Linked DNA regions of Zea mays: all the other regions are linked to region 2. The links are chromatin contacts, called in public Hi-C maps. All regions are on one chromosome and are shown on one strand. The core of a region is the stretch at or near the end of the contact, and the rest is flanking DNA. Distances in the headings are between cores, read along the strand shown. Region 1 holds the start of LOC103647464 (keratin-associated protein 5-4). Region 2 holds the start of LOC100282748 (aldehyde dehydrogenase family 7 member A1). Region 3 holds the start of LOC100191257.

The links. A called contact is a pair of places that touch in the nucleus more often than the background predicts.
Region 1: a contact with region 2 is called in a Hi-C map of tassel, with 2.1 times the contacts expected there. The contact joins the promoter of LOC103647464 here to the promoter of LOC100282748 in region 2. A contact is called at or near these places in 3 of 25 Hi-C or Micro-C datasets (ear, endosperm and tassel).
Region 3: a contact with region 2 is called in a Hi-C map of leaf, with 4 times the contacts expected there. The contact joins the promoter of LOC100191257 here to the promoter of LOC100282748 in region 2. A contact is called at or near these places in 2 of 25 Hi-C or Micro-C datasets (ear and leaf).

What each region holds. Positions count from the first base shown.
Region 1 is chr2:189,400,411-189,404,197 of Zm-B73-REFERENCE-NAM-5.0, forward strand. It overlaps LOC103647464 (keratin-associated protein 5-4), which reads left to right and starts at 1,581. Exons shown (of 5, transcript XM_008672002.4): 1 at 1,581-2,184; 2 at 3,567-3,619. The coding sequence starts at 2,053.
Region 2 is chr2:189,200,995-189,204,610 of Zm-B73-REFERENCE-NAM-5.0, forward strand. It overlaps LOC100282748 (aldehyde dehydrogenase family 7 member A1), which reads right to left and starts at 2,090. Exons shown (of 14, transcript NM_001155654.2): 1 at 1,866-2,090; 2 at 1,657-1,743; 3 at 993-1,124; 4 at 394-466. The coding sequence starts at 2,003.
Region 3 is chr2:189,039,113-189,042,710 of Zm-B73-REFERENCE-NAM-5.0, forward strand. LOC100191257 reads right to left here and starts at 1,991. Exons shown (of 5, transcript NM_001136691.1): 1 at 1,645-1,991; 2 at 1,347-1,482; 3 at 954-1,162; 4 at 795-852; 5 at 1-671. The coding sequence starts at 1,783. The coding sequence ends at 530.

The DNA.
Region 1 (3,787 bases), core at 331-2,830, 200 kb after region 2:
GCACAGATGCAGAGCTGGAGAGGGAGAGCGAGCATCTCCGCTCTTGCCCTCTCACGCAACGCTCGCCGGCGATGGGGCTCCGGCTGCGTAGCCGTTGACTGCGTCAGGCGAAGTTCGTGTGTCGGCGATGGGGATCCTAGATTTGCCCATCGACTATAAATTCTTGGACCCTAGATGCAATAGGAGACACAGAGGAAGAAGAGTACTGGTGAGAAGTCGACTGTCGGAGGAAATCGACGTCGGGGAGAGGAATCTCGCGTCCAAGCCTAGTCGCCGCCGCCTGCTTTACGCCTGTTGCCTTGCGGCTGCTTCGCGTGGGGATATTTTCCACCGCTGAGAGACCGGGCGCCGTTCCAGGTCAGGGGCAACGAAAAAATCATGGACTCGACAGGGGCACCGTTCCAGGCCGAGGGCAACAGGGCTTAACCGAACACCATTTTTTTATGGGTCGGGATTGTTTCCAGGAGGGGGTGATCCACGTGGATCGGGCTGTGATCCCGGCCGGGAAGGGTCTAACCGAACAGGCCCTTATTTGGTGGACTTTGGTGATAGCGAAACAAATCTTACGATATGTATGTTCACCAAGTCAAGTACGAGTTGGTCATGGTATAGAAGATTAGCTCATGTTAAAATGAAACAATCGAATAGATTATTTAGCTCGTGTTGAGCGAGCAAGGAGTACCAAACACATATCGTAGCAAGACTGCAAGAGTATGATGTCAACCATCAAGCCACTTAAGTTGTTCCCCGCGGAGTTGTTTGGACCAAATCATCAATTTGATGGCATGGTAGTGTATTGGATGGTATGAAATTAGCTGAGGTGGAGTATTGTAATTCGTCTAAAGACATGTATAAACATAAGCCCGTACATCGATTTTCATGTACAAGATATAAGTAAGAGATTGCATGATACAATGAGTTGTTTTTAAAATCATTCATATTATAAATGTAGTTTAGAGACAATATATACACAGAAAATCGAGTAGAGGCTGGCTATCCGAGAAGAGAAAGTCTCCTGTATTTTTGTCATTTAGTCTCTAAAGCAATGTTGTACATGTCTTAAAAAGGACTGCAATTTTAGTTACGAGACATGAGTTTGTCTAGATTCGTAGATAGAATTGGCAAGATAATGAAACTTTGGATATTGTAACGTGCTCGTTCTGTAAAAAGAAATGATATTATCATTAGCTGCCACCAGCCGTGAATCTCATACGTTGGGCTGTTGCATCAGGTAGGGTCATTGCTTCTCTGTCGGATGATACGAGTGACCCATCGAGGCCTGTTTTATTAGATCTGAAATCCTCTTCTGAGAAAAGTGGAGCTGCTAAACAGATCCTCGGCGCTCGCCATGATTTCACCGACGCCGCATCATGATGGTTTTGCACTGTTGAGCTCGTCGTCAGCGGAGGCGGACTCGCAAACCACCACCGGAGAAGATTGAGAAGGGTCCAACGGCAACGGCAACGAGACCAAGATCACCATAACGCCGTCCGTGATCCTACTTCCTACCCTACTGTTCCGTCCCACCCCACGGCGGCGTCCCTAGCTTAAACCCCGAACCATGTGGGCCTGGGACCCACGTCGCAGTCAAACAAGGCCCACCTATTAAACCCCAACAGCGTCCTTCCTCCCCTGCTCTCCCGTTTCTCTCTCTCTCTCAACCCCACGCCCCCTTCTCTGCCATTATTGCCCGCGCAGCCATCCTCTCTCTCTCTCCCTCCCGCTCAGTAATCAGTATATGGGGACGTCCTGCTCCTCGCTTCCTCATCCAATCCTCCCACTTCCTCTTCTTCCTCTCATCCTGCTTCCCCTCGCGTGCGCAGACACGAGCGCGCGTGTCCGTCACTCCCGTGCGTGCGATATCCTCCACCCGCCTCAGCCCGCTGTCCCCCTGCTCATCGCCCGATCGCCGCGACTTATACCACCATCAGCCAGCCACCACTCCCTCCTCAACATTCCGCTTCTCTAGTCCCGAACACCGGCCGGCACTCGTTAGGGGGAGGTGTGCCGGTGTGGGAGGTACTCTGCTAGCCGCCAGTACATGTGAGGTCCATGGGGGAGGAGGTGGCGGTGGTGCTGGAGCCCCCACGGCCCAAGTCGCCGCCGAGGTACCCGGACCTGTGCGGCCGCCGCCGGCTGCAGCTGGAGCTGCAGGCCCTCAACCGCGAGATCGACTTCCTCAAGGTGAGGCATCGCCGGCAGGACCGTTCCCTTTCTGTGATTCTGTCTCGTCCCCCTTTGACTTGCCCTAACTAAAAAAAAACTTTCAAAAAAAAAAAAAATCACCACCAGCTGCAGTAAGCATCCGATTCGTCGCGCGCTCTCGTTTTCTAGGAAACATGTGCAGCGTGTAGAAGGGGGGCCAGTACTAGCGTGTGCGTGTGGGGGAGATGCACTAGTTTAATGGCAGGTTGGTGTGCAAAATCTGATCGTTGGAGCACACCACGCCATTTATTTCGTCTTCGTTTGGGGATGAGAGCCTTAAAAATGCGGAGGGATGGAGGGAGGGAGGGCGGCGGATCCCGGCAGCTATTCCCGACGCGCGACAGGCTCGCCCAGCCCAGTTGCCCTCTTCGGGCGTGCCGCGGCTGTACCTCTTGTCCTCTTGGGCCGTGCGGTTCGGTTCCTTGGGAGAAAAGAGGGGACGGGGGCATGGGCAGTGCCGCAGACCGCAGTGGGCAGTGGCACTGGCGCGCTGCCCGTGTCAGAGCTGCGCGTGGAGCGGCGGGTGGGCGTGTCCCCCTTCCGTTCTTGCTCCGCGGACACGCACACGGCATGGCGTTCCTTCGTCAGGCACTAGCGCTATCATGAGTGTTCGTGCAGCAGAGGCAAAGGTGGTGCGCTGCACGGTGCACCGTACAGTACAGTACATGTACTACTGGTGTTTATGGGCTGGGCTGCCACAGTTTTGGGGCTTTCTATGTTCTGGACTAGATTTTGTGTTTTTTTTAATCAAGGGAAACGAGTGTCCTTTTGACGCCGTGCTCTGCTTTAAGGAGCAGATTTGCGACGCTATCCAGGTGAGTAAAGCACTTCATTTAATCTTTACTGGTCAAGTGTGCTTTGGTCTTCTTTTTATTTATATGATGTCCAAAGCACTGGAGGTAGCTGCAGGTGCAGTCAGTGAATGCCATGAATATAAACAGGCTAGTGGATTGATGGTTTCAGTGTTCGCCACCGTAAAATTTATTTTTCCCACAGAACATTTTTAGTTAAACTGTCCTCATTCTCTTTTGAAAATGCCCCGCACAACGAGTCTACACATCAGATATTGTTGGTTTGGGGCAAATAACAAATAGCTATGCATAATTCCAAATATTTAGCGTTCCTTTCACATTATTTCTCATGGGTGATCAGGCTTACAGTCTGCAACCATGTTTCCTTGGTACCACTTTCACGAGTAGCATACGTCCAAAAAAAAATCGTGTAAAATAGTGGATTTGCACGGTATATTACATTGTTTACATAGGAAGTTTTAAATAGGAGATGAGATAGAGATGGGAGAGGATAGCTGCTGGAGACCGCCTAAAAACTGCATTTATTTGACATCAGTATGATTTTTGCAGGACGAGCTACAATCACTCGAAGGTGTTCCACCAGTCTCTAGAAGTTGTAAAGAGTATGCACTGTTGCCCTTCCTGCATTGCATGTACTCTTTCCTTGGCATCTATTGCAAATGCCGTGTTTATGATGAAATCTTGGTTTCATGTCAAATGAAGATTGATTTTATTATCATTATTATTCATCATTCTGTCACTTATATCTTGCCACAACAAATTGTTATTGG
Region 2 (3,616 bases), core at 840-3,339:
TTCGTACAAAACAGAAAACTGGAATGATGTGCTATTTTACAGCACTAAAGTAGTGATAACAAAACAATTTAACATGAATGATGGTGTTGTAGATTAGCAGCTCTAATACCAAAAATAATTGCAGAATCTTGGTTGATTTCAATTTCAGCATGTGCGATACAATACGCAAACCTACAAAGCTAGACCATCAGAATTTTATTCAAAAAAATTTTTTCAGTATTTACAAGGCCCTTTCTGGTTCCTAAACAGTCATAGATAATGTGAATCGGTTGGAAATTGCAACCAATAATCAAATGTTCAAATCTGCAGTGAAAATCTGCACTTTCACTGCAGATAATGTAGTTTTCAGCTGGCATGAAAAAATATATATAACTTAAGGAAGACAGGTCTTACGTTCAGATGGTATAATGGATCCATTTAGTTGGCGACTTAGCCCCACAGCATAATCACACATGTCGATGATTTCCTACAAAAAAGGAGGACACACCAATCCATGATGCACATAGGAATCAAAACCAGATTTCACTTGAACTCATATGATCACAGCAAGGTTAACAAGTCATCCGATTAAACACGATTAGGAGCTTATGCACTACATTAAGTCACAATTTAGCCATGATTAATCAGGCTGATTCAGCAAGGTTATCAAATCATCCAACTAAAATATTGTCATTCAACTATCTTCACTAAAGGTTAATATCTTAGACATATGGTCTGGTGATACAGTACCAACTGACCTAGTCAATAGTGCTGCCTGTACATATGAGAATGACATGTTTTAGGAAAAGTTGCAGTTATAACAGATAAGGAAACAGTAACGAAACCTTATAGATGGTAAGGTAGTATATATAAAAAAACATCCTAAAACAGAAACACAAAGATGTGATGTGAAGCGTGAACTCAATGATGATACTTTTGGTGAGCACAATACATGACTTGCAGTTTGTAGACAATGCACTAGAAGCAATCAAGCAACTATGATCCATTCCTACCTGAACCTCACCGATCCCTTCAGGAAGAATTTTCCCCATCTCAAGTGACACAAGCCTGCCAAGGTGATGGAGCTTTGCTCTCAGTGCATCACCGATTTGCCTAACGATCTCTCCTCGCTTTGGAGCAGGAATCTGCACAAATTGGCAATGACGTTATGATTTATGAGCACATTGCTACGAGTAAAATTCAGAATCAAATCACTTGATGGACGGAATAAGTTTTTGGATATGCTACCCAGTCCCAGCAATGAACTTGCGGTGTCAGAGTACCTTGTAGATATATAAGAAAAACAGAGTCCAAAATCTGATAAACCCAAGCATGCATGAAGTCTGAGACTGCAGTATACATTCTAGTTCACAGATACAGACCGTACACCAGAGATCTGCGTTACTGGATCAGATCGAGAACCCATATCACATCATCGTATCACAATCTGGAATGCAAACTTCCCTGGAAACTCATCAAACTCATAAAGGACCGACAATTGCGAAAGTAGCGTTTCCAAATTCCAACCCCAAGGGGAGTGAAAGTGAAAACAAAACACATTTCCTCGCAGTTAAAATCCACAGGCAGTAGCGACTACCAAACCACAAATGCCAGCATTCCATCACCCACCCGCGCGAGCTGCTATGGCTACGAGCGCTGCAAGTCGGTGGAACTCACCGCCATCCATGTCTTGGCGGCATCGAAGCAGGCGCGCATGCCCTCCTCGTAGTCGTGCACGGACGCCTCCACGACCTCTGCGATGACCTAGAACACAGATAGCCACGCACCCAACAAAAACAAACACTCGATCAAAAACCCACCACACAAACAAACACGGAACAGGCGGAGCGGCGAAACCGAGCAGATCGGGCCGTGCAGGGACGCACCTGATTGTTGGTCGGGCTCGTGGAGGTGACGGTGGGACCTGAGCCGCCCCACGCACCGCATGCGAACGCGCCTGGGTTGCGCTGCGCGAGGCCGAGCTCGGCTAGGAACTGGTGCTCCTCCTTCGCGAAGGCCCCCATGGTGTCGGCGTTGGTAGGTGATGCGGGGGGTAGGGAAGCGGAAGGCGGGGAGCGGATGTGGTGGGGGACTGAGACTGAGGTGTATTTGTAGAAGGAGGTGGAGTGGGGACTGTGAACTGCTCCGGGAAGGCGATGGAGCCCGGGCCCGGCGCGGAGGAGTGGTACGGTTGGACGGGCTTCCCGTTTGGCGTTTGTTTGTTCACGGGACAGAGGGGGGAGTCTGGGACGAGACGAAAAAGCGTGGGATTTGTTACTTGGTGAAAGATAATTTTATAGTTTTGTTATATTATCATTGGACGCCAGCTTTGATGGTGCACGTTTTGTGTTTTGGCATTCACGGACGGCCCGACCCGACGCTGGCATGACATGGTGCCAAAGATGGAGATGACAGTCGAGAGATGTAACAAGAACGCTGGGCTGTGAATAATGACAGTGTGAGTGTGTGACGAGTGAGCCGTAGATCGTAGGGATTGTGATTCACATCTCACAGTCACAGGGACGTGGCGTGCGAGCCCGCGCGCGCGTCCAATGCTATCATCGTCTATGACAAATCTCGCGGACCCGTGCTTAACTTGGCATTCGCCTCCGTGGCTCCGTCCAACATCTATGGATGACGACGAGCCAGGACGAAAGCAGGAGCTTCAGCTTTCAGGTCCATCCGAGTTGGATGCGCTACAGTTTGCTCAAGCAAAAGGGACAGCGTTTGTGTTGTTCTGAGCTTCTTTACGATAGCTCCCGCGGGCGTGTATACAACGACACTCTTTCCTCGGAGACAACATGGTAAACAGTTCATTCCTTAAATTTGAGTATGATTTCATTCTTTATATTAGTATTAATATTAACTACATAACTATAAGAATTCTATTCCACAGACTATAAAAAAAGTGAGAAGATAATGGACGAGCTCATTTCTTAAACCAAACATTTTATTTAAGATCGAAGATAAACTAGCATGTAGTATCCACGGGCTCTACATAAAAGAGAGCCACGACATACACGTACGTCCTCTTTGTCCGTGTTCCGTTTTCGTTCTTCCTTCTTCGTTCTCATCTGCACGACCACCGTGGCGCCATGCTATCCTACTGTGCTGCCGGTCCAAGGTACCTACCCATGATCAGTTAGTATTTATTTAGCTTAACACATTTACTTTACGATAAAATTCAGAATAAATCTTAAAGACCCTCTCTCTATATAAAAAGTAGGAGATAAAGTCAACTTGAATAGCTTGAGGGAGAAAGCTAAAGCCTCATGCAGCACATTTCATATTTTTTCATGAATTGTGATTGGCATCCATTTTGTTTATGTCTTTTTTATCGTTTTTTTAATAATAATCCGACTTTGTCTTGCATGACAAGTTCGAAACTGAATCGATCAGATCATGGAGATCGTAACCGAGTCGCTTTGCTCCTTTTCACGTGAGATTGTCATAAGTTTAGTTCCCTGTGTAATAAAGAGGGTCTTCTCATCCAAAAGGCAAGTCTCATCCAAAAGGAAAAAAAAAACCAACCTTACCGATTTAGAATTTTAGACGAGGGGGCCTTTGGTGGATAATACCTAGTGTATACTCACTCACACGTCGTACCTAGTGTATCCGTAATGTATACACTGGTGGA
Region 3 (3,598 bases), core at 741-3,240, 160 kb before region 2:
ATAACTTGGATACTCGTAATTATGATATACCCGATATACAGCATACCACAACACATCACCGAGCATACATGTCCATAAAATAAAAATCAAATAGAACAACCATCTTCCACTGAACATACAGACCCTCTCTCTACAAAGAGGGAGGAGGGGGTGCAGGGGGGTAAACATACAGGACAGGCTTGAGGAGAACAAGATGCACCGGAAACGTGCACACTACATACACATCGTTCCTCAACGTACCGAACAACCAACCATTCGTGGCAACATATGGCGCGGTCACGGACCAGCGAAACTGCTGCGAGCACGTCCGTCTCCAGCAGCAAACAATCTCGCCAACGAACGGCTGACCGACCGACCCACCGGTAGCAGAAGAACGTTTCTTGCTAACTTCGTCACCAGCAGTAGTAGTAGTAGAGCAGTAAAGTGAGTAGAGTACCCGACGGTAAGTTATCCTTCACCTTAACCTGAAGCTACGACCTGCACCATCCGTGAATCTCGTGCACTGCACCTTCTTGTCGGGCAACATTCATCACATCTCCAGCTTCGCTGTTGTCGCTTCTTGGCCCAGCCCCAGCCAAGGTTTTTCCACCCCAGCTCCAGCCGCCTGCTTGGACGCCTCGACGCCAACAACAGAGCTGTTGACTTGTTGGTATGGCGCCTTTGCAGTTATCCTGGAACTCGAATGAAAACACACACACACACAAAGTATGTCAGGACTTGATTCTGAATGCAACTGTTCTCCATCACTGAAAACCCGAGAGAAAAGAAAAGCATATGAACGACCACTCCGTTACCTGTCCTTTCTCTTCTCAAGAAACCTGTGGAGCGAATTCCTCCTCGCAATCGGCAGATCTGTCGCACAGCACAAAAAAAAAGGCACTTGTGTAACCGACAAGTACTCGTGTTGCCGTTGCCGACGCCATGGTAGAACTGCAAGAGCAGACAGGCTTTACCAGAGAGGCTGTCGTGTGAAGGCCTATGCAGGCTCCGCGTAGGGACAGTGGCACCGCCTGCCCTGTCCACGCCGTCGCCGCCAGGGCTCATGATCTGCAGCAGGTCCTCGACCTTGGCGGAGGGGAACATGTCGAAGACGACCACTCTGCCGCCGTAGAAGATGGTCAGCTGCTGCGCCTCCTCCTCCTCCTCTCCGGCTGCCTCCTCCCTACAGGAACCAAAACGCCTCTCTTTTTAAACTGTATTCGACAAGAACGACATGTCACACTCACACCTTGCTGTTATTCCTTCCTTTTTCTTTTGAACCCGAGCGTGCAGTGTTGTTCTTCCGGTTAATTAATTCAAGGCACACGACCTTGCTTCCTTCCTTCCTTCGTCATCAATATATATACCTTGGATTTCCGCCGGTGCATTTGTCCTGGTGTTTTGGCTCCCCGGCGGTGGCCTTCTCGCTGCGCTCCTCGGCCGGCGCGTCGTCGAGAGCTGACAGCAAGTTCATGGTGGTCGGCGGCCGGAAAGCTCCTTCTCCTGCGACGATGGGAAGAGCGCGATCGATGTGCGATAAGCAGAACGGTATTGTTCATTGACGGTAGTGTTAGTGTCTACGGGGAAGCTAGCTTATTCGTGCATGGCAGTGTGGCACTTAACGGACAGGAGCGGATCGCACGACGAAAGAACTGTTGCCCTTACCAGCTGCCGGCGCCATGGCGAGGGCACCAAGGCCCTGCAGCAGGCCGCCCTTCTTCTCCTTGACGTACTGGCTCAGCAGGCTGCACGTGGTGGCAAAGCTGGTCTTGTCCATCGCCGTCGCCGGCGCACTTCCAGCCATGGCCGCGCGCGGCGCCCTTATCTTCTCGTCTCCTTCCCGGCCCGTCCACTCCCAGCAGCTCACCGGGAAGCAGGGACAAGCAATAACCAGAGACGCCTCTCCCGGCCCCCTCCAACTCGCAGCTTCCTCCCCGCTTCCTCTGCTTATATCAGTTTATTATTATCACAGGGATCCAGAGCCTCCGGCAAGCTCTCGCGTAGTACACTTCTCCTCCCCTCGCCTCGCGAATGGCCTTTGCGCCTTTATTAATAATAGCGCGTGTGCCAAGGAAACGGCGAGTGTGGGGGGGGCCACGGAGAAAATGGCCTTTGCGACTAGGCCGCCTTTCGCCTCGCATGAAAAACGTGGCTGCCGCCGGAACGGAGGATGGTGGTCCTCGGGGAACGGGAATGTGGGAGAGCGACGGGTCCGAGGGGCCGCGGTGGCGACGTGATCGGACGGAGGAGGAGGAGGAGGAGGAGGAGGAGGGGCAGGCGAGCGAGAGGGACGCCCCGACGGGAAGGCGTGGTAGCGACACGTGATCTGGGAGGAGGGGCGCGCGCGCCGGGGACGATGAGAGGACGCGACGATGGCAGCGACGGGTGTGGTACTGGCAATGGCCACATCGAGAAGACGGGACGCGCCACCTCAGGACAGCGGTGTACCGCGTGTTGCCTGTGCCGTGTACGTCACGCCGCGGTATACGCTTGCGACGGTTCTACTATATATACAGTGTAGTTGCTATAGACAACTGAAGTTACCTCTAATTCGGTAAGTTTCTTTTTTTCATTCAAATAGGGAGACGGTCGAAGGTTTCAGACCGTGGATGAACAGTTACACTGAACTGTGGTACACAGCCAGGGCCAGAACTTTGGTTTGCGACGATGCCACGACGATTGTTGGTTTTCTTAGACTAGCTAGCTAGCTAGCTACCATTAGACAGGCCCGGCCCGCCTACATTGGGCCTGTTTGTTTGGGCTTCTGGCAGCTTCTGGCTACCAAAAGCTGCTGCGGATTGCCAAACGCTCAGCTTTTCAGTCAGCTTCTATAAAATTTGTTGGAGCAAAAAACATCCAAAATCAATATAAACACATAATCGGTTGAGTCGTTGTAATAGTAGGAATCCGTCACTTTCTAGATCCTGAGCCGTATGAACAACTTTATCTTCCTCCACACGTAATCGTAATGATACCCAGATTCTCTTCACAGCCAGATTCTCCACACAGTCAGATTTTTATAAAAGCTGGTCAGAAAAAAGTTGAACCAAACATGTGTTAGGATTTATGGGCTTGGCCCAATTAAGAATTTCTAATAATTCCAGGAAAATCTCAAAAGCCCATATAAGTGGATGGCAAAGGGATAGGTGGAACCAATAGCACCATATTGCTAGCTCTTGTGGAGTAGAGCTAGCTTAAATATGGAAGCCACACTCACTCACCAAGTCATGGATGAGAGGAGAGAGTGTGGAGAGCCACACGCGCGCGCGCTCGCTCGCCTGGCCTGGCCTGGCCGGGCCGGGGCGGGGCGGGGCGGGGCGAAGGGCGCGGGCGCACGACATGCGCGTGAATGGTCCGCCGAAATCCGGCCCCTCGCCTTGCGGGGGCGCGACTACCTTTTGCCGTTTGATTTTTTGGTTTCTTGGCTGTTACGCTTATCCTAACCGATCGCTATAAAATCTCAACTGATTGCGAGATTTTCGTGGGCGGATAAGCACAGGGGGTCGCGGACTTGGCCCTATAAAAGGAGCCCGGCAGCCAGCCTCCAAATCATCCCAGATCCCAGTTCACTTTCGCCTCTCTTCATAGCTGAGCCGCCTTTTAGTTCCCTTCGTCCCGA